2 separate regions of the Drosophila melanogaster genome follow, and region 1 is linked to region 2. The links are chromatin contacts, called in public targeted proximity ligation maps. All regions are on one chromosome and are shown on one strand. The core of a region is the stretch at or near the end of the contact, and the rest is flanking DNA. Distances in the headings are between cores, read along the strand shown. Region 1 holds the start of Mrtf (Myocardin-related transcription factor). Region 2 holds the start of MEP-1 (MEP-1,).

What was found.
Region 1: a targeted proximity ligation map of the Kc167 cell line shows a contact between it and region 2, with 7 times the contacts expected there. A contact is called at or near these places in 39 of 107 Hi-C or Micro-C datasets (the D17-c3 cell line, the Kc167 cell line, the ML-DmBG3-c2 cell line and 17 more) and 4 of 7 datasets of targeted methods (the Kc167 cell line and the S2 cell line).

The regions. Positions count from the first base shown.
Region 1 is chr3L:2,761,437-2,768,330 of dm6, forward strand. Mrtf (Myocardin-related transcription factor) reads right to left here and starts at 5,100. Exons shown (of 5, transcript NM_001259651.3): 1 at 4,822-5,100. Non2 (Novel nucleolar protein 2) reads left to right here and starts at 5,563. Exons shown (of 2, transcript NM_139488.4): 1 at 5,563-5,706; 2 at 5,781-6,894. The coding sequence starts at 5,832. The coding sequence ends at 6,566.
Region 2 is chr3L:2,630,125-2,636,769 of dm6, forward strand. It overlaps MEP-1 (MEP-1,), which reads left to right and starts at 1,591. Exons shown (of 9, transcript NM_167959.2): 1 at 1,591-1,792; 2 at 1,853-1,997; 3 at 3,414-3,685. It overlaps CG42245, which reads left to right and starts at 1,591. Exons shown (of 9, transcript NM_001144404.2): 1 at 1,591-1,792; 2 at 1,853-1,997; 3 at 3,414-3,685. The coding sequence starts at 1,688. The coding sequence ends at 3,619. lncRNA:CR45660 (long non-coding RNA:CR45660) reads right to left here and starts at 569. Exons shown (of 1, transcript NR_124764.1): 1 at 1-569.

The sequences.
Region 1 (6,894 bases), core at 3,850-6,349, 130 kb after region 2:
TAAATCTTTCAATTGTGTTTGGATTTTGGGCCGGAGTTAATAGCCAAGAACAGCGGCGGCGGAATCGGTTAACGAACCCGCTGCACTGCACTTTTCCGGCCATTGTTTATGTAGAACGGTGGTGGATAGGTGGATATCTGGATATTCGGATAGGCTGGATAGGTTGGATGTAAGATCTAGGCATACCCTCACAATGTTTGCAACATTTTGCTGGTGGCTCATCGCTGGCGGCGTCGGCAATGACCGGCATGGTCCCCGCGAACCACTCGAACCACTGGAGCCCGGTGGTGCAGTCCTTTCGGAGATTCTTCTCGGATCGTGCTTGGCTCGATGGTCGGCGCTGATCGGCGGGCAATTAGAGGAGACACATCCTGCGGTTTCGGCACTAGGAACACTCGCGCGACACAACCACCTGCTGTCAGGAATCTATGGTTTCTCTCTCTCGAACTCTCAATCTCGATCGATCGATAATCTTTTAACAGCGGTTTCAGCAATGGAATGTTGGCATTTTCGTAACACTTCGTAACTTAGGCTAAACACTTTAAGATCAGTTAGATCGGTTAGATCGGGCGTAAGATCCTCTCTCGGTTCGCTATAGTCCGCTACTGACGGTGCTAATCGTTCTGCTGTCTGTCGTCTGTGTGGGACGTCACGCCAGGCTATTTCTAGTCTTTTTTGGCTTTCACATTGCGCTTTTCCGTGAAAATCGTCTGTTTTCGTTCGAGAGACGTTCAAACGTGAAACCTCCGCAGAGACCACTGAGTGTAGATATTCCGGGCGCACGCCGATCTGCTCCCATTTCGAATACCGAATTCGAAATCTTCAAAATTTTCGAACGACTCTCCGCCGCAGAAGCAGCGGCTCGCCAATGTTAGATAATTTGGCTTTTTCACCATTTTTCCTCAATGAAACAATGAACTTTCACATTTCCTACACGAACAACAACCGATTCGTCGAGCTGCTCGCTCTTTTACTCTCCGCATTTCGAAAACGCTTTTTCGAAAATAGAACTCAAGATCCTCTCGCCGGAGAGTCCGGCGATCGGCGATCGGCGCACGGCTCTTAATTTCGAAAAGTTTTCTTCTAAGTTTTCGGTCTACTTTCCCGAGCACCCTACACTAAGGAGAGTTGCTCACTGGGTCGGGCATTTGAGGTCCTACGATCGTTTGGGATCGGTTCCTAAGTGGGTTTGTGGGTCAAGGCGCCTGCCTGCACTTAGTCCAATCATCTTCGGGTGGGTTCGGTTTCGGGGAAATGCGCCAAGGTCCCCCAAAGGTTGAAATTGATTGGTGGCGAATCCTTGGCTGTCACCATATAGCAATTAATGGTCTTTTAAGTGATACCTAGTATATAATTTTTACCAAATAGGATTATATGAACATGACTCAGATTTTTTGTACTCATAGTCCCATTATCCCCAAAACTAGTTAGGCAGTCAGCAAATATAGCCCCTTAAAGTTCAAAGCATCTTAACCCAATCAGTCCTCCTATCTGAATATAGCCTGTACACTTTAAGTATATTTTATTTACGACTGACTTCATAAAATATATTTCCCCATTTCATTTTCCAGTCCCCAACCCCCAGCACCTTCTATTTATGCCCCAAGCCCCATCCCCTTTCGCAAGGAGCAACAAAAAGATATGCCAAGTGAAAAATGCGAAAAAAATCATATTTATTATTTGGCCAGCATCCAAAGCAGAGATCTTAACTGCAAAAATCCTTTGCAAACATTTCGACGACCTTGAAAAGCAACGTCTCTGAAATAACTTTCGCCAGATCGCAGCATAATTTTTTGCCAATAAACAAATTCACAAATTGGGCAATTGGACGTGGGGGAATCGATTCCAGCCATAAAATATAATTTATGATTCGTTCAGAATCTAAACACATACCGAGCTGCGAATTGATTTCAAAATCAATTGGCCAAAAGTTTCAGTGAAAAAACCACCTGCATGACTAATCCCCGATCAGTATCCCCATCGAATTTGCTCTTTCGATTGATTTGCGGCCGAGGAATGCAGGCGAGTGAAAATCAAAGTAAATCGCAGATTTAAATTTAGAACGCCTCAACTAATTGGGTTAAATATAGCGCCCATATATATATTTCTTATTATTCGCAAATAGAAATATACGCTTAAAAGTATAACATTAAAGCACATACCGAAAGCAGCAACTAAAAATAATAAAATTGACTCAGCTCTGATTTTCGCTGTCGTTCGTTTTGATTTAGCGACACAAAATTCTTGCTTCGCCCGACTGACAAGTGCAGAATTTAGTTGGGAATCATTTCTCAAATTTATGGCCAAATTGGGCGCAAACGTCAAAAGGCTTTTCATTTTCAGAGCCCCGGGGAAAATCGCGCGAATGGGCGGCGGATCACCAGGCATCATCTTCGATTGTGTCATGGTTGTGGGCGTGTTGTTTTATGACGCCTTTAGTCACACAACTATTACCAGCCCCCCCTTTAATACAGTGGATACCAGCATATCATGGACATTGTTGTTGAGCTATTATACGTAACATTATTTAGTCACTTAATTAGTACTTGAATAGCAAAAACATCTTAGTAAGAATTTTTAAATAAATTTTTTTTAATTTTCGAATACTTTGTATTTGAGTTTTTGGCCACTGTATCTATGGCAAAATCTTTTTCGGTTTAAAGCGTTCGATTCCTCGCTCTTGCATTGGAAACTTGTCGTAAACAAAGTGAAGCGTATTTCATGCGAAAATATCGCCCATGTGAGTTTTCCATTTGCGGCGATTGCACAATTTCCACACTTTCCATGCTGCAAGTGCAATGCCAGGGCCAAACGAAGTGCACCGAAAAAAAAGGGAATTTATTGGCGAATTTCGGCGTTTGCACACTTTTATGGTGCACATGCTAGAAGCATAAAAAGATACATGCACATCCATTCGAATCTAATTGTTGCCGCAGTCAAGCACCTCGTCCAGGGTCACAGACAAATAGTTGGCACCTGAGTTATGAGTGGGACGACTTTTATGGCCCACTGTGCACCAAGAACTCCCCTCTACCACCCCACACACACTCACTTTTGGATCGCCTTAATGCAGCTTTGCTTATTTATTTCTCGATTTTTGTGCATAAATTATTAGCGGGTAGCATAAAAAGTATGGGAACACGGCAGCAAGACAAACACAAATCGAGCGCGTCAGAATTTTCGGCGTGGGCGAAAAAAGTCTTTCTCCCTTTTTTTCCGGGGCAGGAGCAGCGGCGGGAATTTGGAAAACATTTTTCACCATGCGAAAGTTTTGCTGCTTTTACTTTGACGTCGTTTCATAATGACGAAACGGCACAGCGAGCATTTAGTTTTAAAGCAGCTATAAACAAAAATGATTCGAAACAGCGGGAAACTTCAAGAGATTTCCATTATTTCCTTTACTTTTTTTTTCGTTTTTACCAAATATTTAGATTATAATTATTAATGAAAACCATTCTTAACTGCAATTTATTTTATTTAGTAATGTTATATACAAATAATAACATCATATTTCTCAAGTGATAATTAAATATATTTTTCCTAAGGGATCTATTAAAATGAAAAAATACTTTTTAAACTGCCTATTTCGTCGCCTGATTTCAAAATCTGCGATAATTTATGTGATTACTTAAATGAGAAATGTTAGATCGGTAAAAAGAAAAACAAAAACTATGCCAAGAACATATAATTGGTCTGAAAAAACACTGAAATCTCAAATCTGTTTTCCACACTGCCTGCGAAAAATGAGCGATCACTTTCGTAGCCGGCACATAGCAACAGGTAGCGGGTACAAACTTTTGACAGACACTGTGCGGTGACAACGAGATAAAATAAATAAAAAAGAAACAAACAAAAAATAATAAATGGATGCCTGACACCACGAAGCACACCCGCTGCAATAAATAAATATTTAAATCGGCCAATAATAATGTTACAAAACACTCATAAATATGTGTAAAGATACCGTATTAAATATGTAAGTTATTTAAAATTGTTTGAGTATTTTCTCTCTACTGATAATGTTCAGAGATATCCCTCGGGTCATTGCATTTTGGATGCTGAATTATACAAAGAATGAATTAAGTTACATGCACTCTAATCTCTTATCTTGAGTTGTGTATTTTTATCAGTTTTATAGTTACATACTAATATGTATGTATTGATGTACGTATGTATGTGCATATCTCACCAAACACTTTTATCGTTGCCGGGTAATTCATTTACAGAATTACTGGATCTAATGCCTTTTGCCCACGAAACTGACTCAGTAGAAATAGAAATAATAAAAAACAATAATAAATTTGTGAGGCACAGTACAGTCAGCCCACCTATAAAATTCACTGCATTCATGCGAGAGACCACTGTATAAAAAATTTTTAAATTTCGCGTTATATGTTATACTGTACGCTACAGATTTCTTTATTTAGTTCAATATTTATTTCCAATCATAAAACGTAAGTTAAGGAGAGCGAATATTCCAATTGGAAAAAGGGCGTCGCAGTCTCGAGCAAAAGAAGACAACAAAAGCCGTCGAAACGCCGGCAAAACAAAGACGCGAAGCAGCGGCACAAAGCGGAGTAGCGAAAACCGACGAAGAGGAGCCATTGAGAGATGGGAAAACTTGCGAATCTCTGGCTAAAAGCGAATTAAAAGCACCAGATAGATATACATAAATGCAATTAAATAAAGGGGGCCTACATGAGAATTGCAGCAAAAATCAAATTTGGACGGGAATCTCACGCACATCACACGCACTAAACTCGCACACACGCTCATTTATATAAATAAACAAAAAAGAAGCAGAAAAAATAGCAAAATTACCTCAGCGCACGTTGCTGTTGTTGTTGCCGTGGTTGTGTGTGTGTGTGTGTGTGTTGTAGTTGTTGCTGGTATCTTTTATATATATTGTTATTGTTGCTGCAGCTGCTGAAATCGCAGCGAATATCGCGACACGTAGACGGCCAACGTTAAAGCCAAGAACTTATTGTACATCGGAGAGGCGTTGTCGGCGCGGGGCGAACTTAAGTCGGTTGTTAAATATTATTTTAACAAAGTTTTTAACAAATACGCGACGTTTTTAGAGCTGGTACAAGAATCGATGTTTAACTGAAACTATCGATAAGCCAACAGCTTAGTACTGATTTGGGGTGACCAGATTCAATGCAATTTTGAATCAATGACGATTGACAATCGATAGCACTTTAAGCAAATACAAGAGTAGGTACAAAGTTAGGCAAATTAAAACCATAAACATATATTAAACTGCATATGAAAAAGTAAAACCATATCCATTAATCAATTTTAGATGAATAATTTAAAGACTTTGGCGGTGAGACAGATTTTTGGACATTGCCAAACCGAACCACACCGTTTATTGCCTTTATAAATCAGTATTCTTTTAAAAAACCTCATTATTAAGAAGTGCAATGGATCTAACACACGCATCGCAATTTTTAAAAACAAAAAATAAATACATATTCCTTAATGTTGTCGAAATCAGTTGTAAAGTAAACTTCCACATACCTGTCATCTAGCTAGATTCGACAGCACTGCCGCATTAATCGAAACCGATAGGAGCTCTCATCAAGTAGCAACCCTATAGAGACGCCGGGACTTGGTGTAAAGAAAAAACGAAAAAGATTTGTCTTTTTAAGCGCCGCAAAGAATCCGGAAAAACGTGAATATACCACCGAAAACGGATCTCCGGTAAGTTGAAAATGACTGGGATTAGGTTGTGCGTACAATGGAATAACTGAAAATGCCCACAATGTGACCCGCAGGCTGAAACCCCTACGTGTAGCGCAGGAAAACGAGGAACACCACGAACCAAGATGTCGGACATCTCCAGCGAGGACCTGCGTCGTGAAATTCAGGCGGTTCTGAAGGACGCCGATTTGGCGACCATTTCGGCAAAGAGGGTGCGCGAGCAGGTGGAGGGAAAGCTGAACTGCTCGTTGCTGAGCCGCAAGAAGGAGTTCGACAAGATCGTGATGGAGGTGATCAACGAGCAGCAGGACGAGGAGGACGAAGACGATGACGAGGGCAAGGATCCCGATGCCGATCCCGACGATGAGAGCGAGCCCAGCGAGGAGGAGGACCCCAGCAGCAGCGAGGAGGAGGCCGCCAAGAAGAAGAAGCAGAGCCCCAAGAAGAGGCCACAGCCCACGAAGCACAAGGCGCCCAAGAAGAAGCGCAAGACCCTAAATGCCGACGATTCCGGCACCGAGAGCGATGCCGGCTCGGACTCGGACTACGAGGTGGTCAAGAAGCCGGCGGCCAAGAAGAAGGCCAAGGCGGCCGGGGGAACAGGATCGGGACGTAAGAGCACCGGCTTCACACGCGCATACAATCTATCACCGGAACTGAGCGCCCTCATGGGAGAGTCCTCCCTGCCGCGCCACGAAGTCGTGAAGAAGGTGTGGGCCATCATCAAGGAGCGCGATTTGTACGACCCCAAGAACAAGCAGTTCGCCATTTGCGACGACGAGCTGATGAAGGTGATGAAGATCCGCCGCTTCCGCACCTTTGGCATGCTGAAGCATCTCAAGCCGCACTTTCTCGATTAGATCAGATCCGCCCTCCGATCCTCTCCAGATGCAAATATATGTGTATGCCTCTCCGCCAGCCTGGTTTACCAATCCCCTGTAACTTTCGGCTCCGCCTGGATTTGTTTGTTCCACAACCTTTGATTAAGATTTAGTTGACGCATGTGTTTAGCATTACCCTAATTAGGACGGGTTTGCACATTATGCACTTTACGGCATTTTAGGAATAGTTCAGATGAACGGAAAATTACAAAAAAAAAATCGATTATAATACATAATGTGTATGATTTTTTTTATGACAAACTCGTGTAGTTTACATTTTATAAAATATCAAAGAAAAACATAACAA
Region 2 (6,645 bases), core at 341-2,840:
GGCAGAGGCGGAGGACTCCGTGCCGGATGCAGACTGTGATAACATTTTCCTGAGGCTCTGCGTTCTCAAGAGTGCTCGATATTAGTTGGCCGGCATGTGACTTGAAGCCTATGGATTCTGAATGGGACGGTCGGATGGATGACTCTATATCCAGCATATAGCATCGTATCCGTATCAAGGCCGAAACACTTGTGTTGCACCGGCATTTTCAATGTATTTTCAATGCGGACGCAAAGCGAGCAAAACAAAACACAACAAGCATACGCCACGTTGCACTTGCACAGCATCAAATGCCCTGCCATCCTCATTTTTAATGCATGAGGGGGTGCTCCCTCCACCCGGCCACACTCCATTTGTTTTTCCAACCATCGCTGTGGATTGCGTAGCGATTGGGGGCTGCAGCTCCGAAACTGTTCGCTTAAGCGGTCGGTGATAAGACGCGAAATCAAATTTAAAAGCTATCAATTTGATATTAGTTCGGGGACCGACGAAAATCCTTCGGGGGAAAAGCTGCTGCCGCGTGCCAGAATGCAGAAATCGGAGTTTTTCATGGGGAATTCGTTCACGGAAAAACAAAAGGAATATATTTGAAATATAAATTTATGTTTTATTGTCATATTTTTCACTGGATATGACACTAATTTAATTCTTCTCTATCTGTCAGTCTACAGATATTTGTTTGGGTTTATGCAAAAAAAAAACCAAAAAAAAAAAACTTTTGTTTAGCTCCTCTCACGTATTTTATTTATAACTAAACTAAATATATGAAACGCTGTTTTCTCAGTGCATCCTATTTGTGTTTTTGCCAACATATGCTGCAGCTCATAAAATTTCTCCGCTTTGCTGCAGTTTTCATTTGCCTTTTTTTTTCGGCAGCTCTTTTTTGGTTAGCTGTCGAAGTTTTGAAATCAATTTGCAGATGATTTATTATGTTCCCAGGAACGAATAGGGGGCTTCAATCGAGGAGGAGTCTGTGCATACGACATTGCAAATGGAAGCCACTGACGTTGATGAATGCCGCTGTGTATTGTTTTGCTGTCAGAAGCGATCAAATTTCTGTTTTGGAGCACGGAATTCCAGGTGAAGCGGAAAATTTGCAAGTTATGCGACAGTTTTATGCGCCCATTTTTTGATTGGCAGCGAGGATTCGCAAATTGATGGCACGTCTCGGGGCAATCGGTTTTCTCAGCGGAAATGCCAGTTGGAAATGGGAACTTAAGATACTTAAAGAAATGCATCAAAAATAATAGGATAAATATTATATATTTATAGAAATTTTTAAGAAATATTAACTCTTTATCAACAGTAAGCATTTTCAAAAAGTAACCGCTTTTGCCTAACAGTGCTGCCCATCTACAATTGGTTTTCAGGCAGCACTATGCACACGGCAGTACAGCTGTTACTTATCGGTGCTATCGATAAATATCAAGGACTCAAAAATTGGGACTAATAATATTAAAAGAGCAAGCTTAAACTTTAACATTATAACTATTAAAACTGGATTTACAATTGTCTTACGTTACTTTAAAGTATAGCAGTTGAAATCGATTTAGTATTGTCAACGCGCGCTTTCCCACACTGCTCGATAAGCATATGTTTTTCTTATCGACATTTGTGGTAAATAAAAAGTGCAAAAACCGCTGCTAAATCGGTCAAGAAGTGCAATGATATAGCCGCCATATCTGATATGTCCAAGCGCAACATAACGTACGTAAAGCCGCAAGAACCTAGTTTTCTGGCCAAGTTGAAGGCTGAAATTGGCTACAAGGAGGGACCCACCGTAGAGACCAAGGTGAGTTCTACGGGGAAGGCCTCTGCAGCATTCTAATGCGGATATATAACCATTGGTTAGCGTCAGCGATTGGATCCGCAGGACCAGGAGGACTACGATTCTGAGGAAGATTCACGGGAGGACGAACAGCCGCAGGTGGTCGTCCTTAGGCCGGGAGATCTATCCGCCGAAGAGGCCAAAACGGAGAAACTGTTGGCCTCCAAAGGTCGGTACATATGTACAAGCATACATACATACATATCGCTGTAGTACATACATACTTACACGCTCGCACACGCACACACACATGCATATAGCCCACGGTGGCGGCGGCGGCAGTTGCACGTGTGTGCGTAGGTAGGATGTTGTAGTTTGTCTTTCAGTTTAACTTTTCAGTCAGAATCGAGCGGTTGTCTTCTTCTGCCCGGCGTTACATATATCTAAATCATATATGTATATATACATAACTGCGTATATACCGTTGCTTATGTATGAGTGCGCGCGTGTGCTTGTGCATTTTTGCCAAATGAAAATCTAACGGTAGTGCGAAAACAGCAGTTTGTTGCAAGAAGTATGTGTTTTTTTTTTCGAAAAGCACCTTCGGTTTTTCAATCTTTTTAAAGCCCTATGTTGCCATGGCAATCTTGGTCATTTCCGTCCTAAAGATTCCCTTTTTTGCCCAGCGGAGCACCCCTCACACAGACACACACACCCGCAGCAGCTAGCCGACGAGGCATACACACTGACATTTTCATTGGGGGCTCCGCCAAAGCAGAGCATGTGATGAAAATCGTTGGCAAAGCGGGCGCGGCGATAAAGCAGCCGGCAAAGAAGTTAACAACAGCAGCTGCCGCCGCTCGCTTTGTCCGCCTCTTCCGCTCGCCCCCCTGCCCCTTTCAGCCCCACTTGGAAGAGCGCAGAAAATCGGGTGAAAACAACGTGTGCAAGAACGAACGGATGAAGGAGGCGGGCAAAGCGGAGAGACAATGATGAACGAAGCAGGCGAGCAAAGAGGAAAAGAGCGGGCCAAAGTGGCTTGACGACGTGGTGGCGGTGGCAAAGGCGCTGCGGGGAGGGGGTAGGCGTTGAAGAAGGGGCTGGCGGAACAGCGGGGGCGGGTTGCGAATCAGTGGGTGGAGCGGGAGGGGGAGTGAAGCGGGAGCGTCGGGCGAGAAGGGGCTTCCCAGGGCCGAGAAAAACATCTTGTGGGTGCTGCTTGGAAAAGGGGGGGGTCGGTGGGTGGCTTGTTCTGATTTACACCTCCCTCCTCCCCATTTGTCATGCTGCAGTTTTTAAAACCCAGATACATTTTCCAATCCAATAATGAATTGCTGGCATATTAGTCACCTTCCTGGCAATTTTATAAGCAGATCAATTTTCAAAAACTTTCTTGTATTCCTTTTAGTTAATGCAATTTTTAAATTTATTTTATTTATATCAGCTTTGATATATGTATTGGCATTTTTCTCCCTAAATTTGTGCATACTACTTTCCCCAAAATATTTTTCATTCTAAGATAGTTTATATAACTTAAATACTCCATTTAACTTGTAAATAGGTGTTTACTTACACGCTTTACTACGATCATAATAAGTACAGATGATTGCTGACCCATAACTAACTCCCATTTTCAATCTTCCAGAATTAGCCGAAAAGCGAGCGGATCTGACGCAGCCAATAGTCTTCAAACACTGTGTCAAGCAGCCCAACATCGAGAAAAAAGAGTCCCAATCTGAAACCAACAAGAAGTCCGAAAAATCCAGCACATCCAAGAGCAAGAAGTCCAAGGCCGCCAGTAGTAAGCTGTCCTTCAACGAGGACGAGGAGGACGAGACTGCCGAGGATTGAAGATCACACCTTAGTTATCTGGCTATAAGTTGAACCAACCAAGTTAACCTGCAGCGAATGATTAAGGTGAGAAATTCAGGTCAAAAACAGCAAATGATTGTTAACTATGCTTTGTATTTCTTTGTTGCCATGTGAATTTATGAGTTTAATAATGGGGTTTCCATATGTATGTGTTAAAATCCAACTCGCAATGACGCTGTCATCATAGATTGTAGATTTTTCACCAAAGAACTAAACTGTATACTCAAGTTGATATGATATAGTATATATTTGAGTTTTTGCATTAAACATATGCATGTATTGCTGATTTATTGTTATTTAGAAATGAATCATTGAGATTAGATCATGGTTTTGACACGTCGATCGTAAAAATAATTATAGAATTCTTTAAAGATCCCTTAGATTCCTACAACATGATTTTTTCCTAAAGCTTTTCCAAATTTATGTTTTTTAAATAAGTGTTACACGTTTTAAGTAAATTATTAGCATACTAATTATATTTATTATTATCACGTAATGTACTTTACGTGAATCATACTACTTGGAAAAATATTAGTGACTCAAAACCGAATATTTGTGGTGAAATTTTATGTTATTTTCTTCTTTTTTTTAATGTATCTAATGTTACATTTTTCCATTTCAATTGTGAGTTCTTAGTTGGGTTTGATATTCAATCCCAATACAGATTGATCTTAAATCTTGATCAAAGTCCGAAATCTGCTAGAGAAAGTCCTCGGACAACAGGATTATCTAAACTCTGATACCTAATATCTTATAATTTAATCACTTGATTAGAAGAAATGTGGTAAAGTCCTTTTTGATACATGCGATCAATCTCTTAAATTAGTATCTTGTATCTTTACTTTCGATTCAATTGACTTCACCTCTAAGATATTAAGACCCAACTGCCACAGTAATTTCCGCTTAACTTTGTAAATTTGCACTGGAAAATATGAATTGGCTAATTTACTCGATATCGAAAAGGGTCACGTGTATGTATAACATAAAGTTGGGGTTTGGGTTTGAGTTCGGGGTCTTTAATGATGATGGCGATTGGTTAGGTGGCTTGCTCCTTGCTCCGGATGCCCTTCGACCTCTACCAAGTTGTCGATCATGGGGGAGGGGGTGGGCAGAGGTCAGGGGACGGGGATGGAAAATGCGCCAGAAGCGGGTTACTTTCAAATTTTGTACTTGCATATAGACCAAATCGCACAGTCACACACACACGCACACATGCATAGGGCGACTTACATACGGACATACATATTTAGTTGTATGTATACATATAGATAGATATGTACGATTGTATATACCCCGGGGCCGTGGGTGCGAAAGAGAGGGACAGCGTAATCTGAAATAAGTTGGAGGAGAAAGAAGAAGCATCAGCAAAAGTATCGTGATGAGTATACAGTTTAAGACGCTAGTGTGTGTGCTAGTATGAGTGAGTGTGTTGGTGAGAGGGGTGCGGCGGCGGGGGAGTTGCAATTTGCCATATTTATCTGCGATATTTAAAGCCATCTAGACTTTTTCGCGCGCTCTGTTTGAATTTCCGCACATGCCGATTCGCATAAATCCATCAAAGTAAAACCGGCGACAAGCAATGCCGTTTCAGTTTTGTTTTGTTCATTTCGTTCGTGGCGCGCGTACAATTGTCAAATTTGTTTTCCCTCCCATTCCACGCCATTCCATTCATGCACACACACACACATGCACAAAGGCCCATGTGTGCGGGCCATGCGCTTCACACGCTTATTCGCTATTTTTGAGAGGCGTTCAAGTGAAAGAGAGCCCTCTCCATAGCCGGCAATGTAAAAGCTATTACCGTTACTAGAGAAGGAAAATGAGCGAAAATATGAATTAAATTAAAAATTAATTGCGAAATCAGCAATTGGCACCTTTGGGTGGCTCACTATCGATGGCCGGTAATCGATAACCGATAAGCCGTGCAACCCTGCGCGCGCCCTGCTGTTCGTTGCAACTCTGTTTTTGCTTTTTCCGCCTCACACATTTCCAGTTTGCCTTGCCTGCTTGTTCGTTCCTCGTCTCTTGTGTCTCCGCCTTCGGCGTTCTTTCTGCTCAGTTTTTTTTCTCCAATTAAAAAAACCCCACGCAAAATTTTCGGATTTTCCCTGGTTATTTCGTAAAGAAAACGATCTTTCATTTATTGGCAGCTCTGTTTTTTGTTTATTGTGATCAAGGGACCAAAAGGGAGGCGAAACAAAACAACAACCTGCCGATTGTGAGGGGAAAATGTGAATGTAAGTGCCGCCAAGTAACAAAAACAATGCTAAATGCCGCTGAAAATCGTCTTTAGTTTGAAAGAAACCTAGAATATTGAAAAGTAAGGTGAGATCCAACATAGCAGCAGAAAAAACACACACACATACGCAAGCAAGCGCGGCACACACACGCACACAGGGACAAACACTAGCGCAAAAACACGCTCCTGTACCAAAAAGTACAACAACAACACCAGCAACAACAGCGGTAGTATACTCCACCACGCCGCCAGCCGAGCAACAAAAACAACTACAAAAAATAAAGCTAAAGCCAAACGTCGTCATCCGTGCCGCCCCCCGCCCTGCGTCCCTCCCCCTGTGCTTACAAGCGTACAAATATATATGTGCCGTATATATAGATTGTATATTTGTGTGTGCAGGCGGTGTGTGTGCGTTTGTGTCTGTATGTATGTCAATCGTTTTGTTGGCTCTGCTCGGTAACTGTTCGTTTGTACATACAAACATTTCACATAAACATATATAAATATATGTTTAATATATATTTATAGGCAAGTGTGTTAATACCAAAGTATATAAATTGCATATATCGCCAAACCATAACTCCCCCCCCCGTTTCTGCATTCTCTTTTTTCTTGCAGTGTAAAGCCATTTACATACTTACATTACATATTAAATTGTATTTTAGTTTTAATCCAATATGGCAGCCATTTTGTATCAAACCATTCTTTCAACTTCCCCCGCTCCCCTTGCCCTACCGCTGCTGCCCTGTTTTTGGTCCGCCTTTTC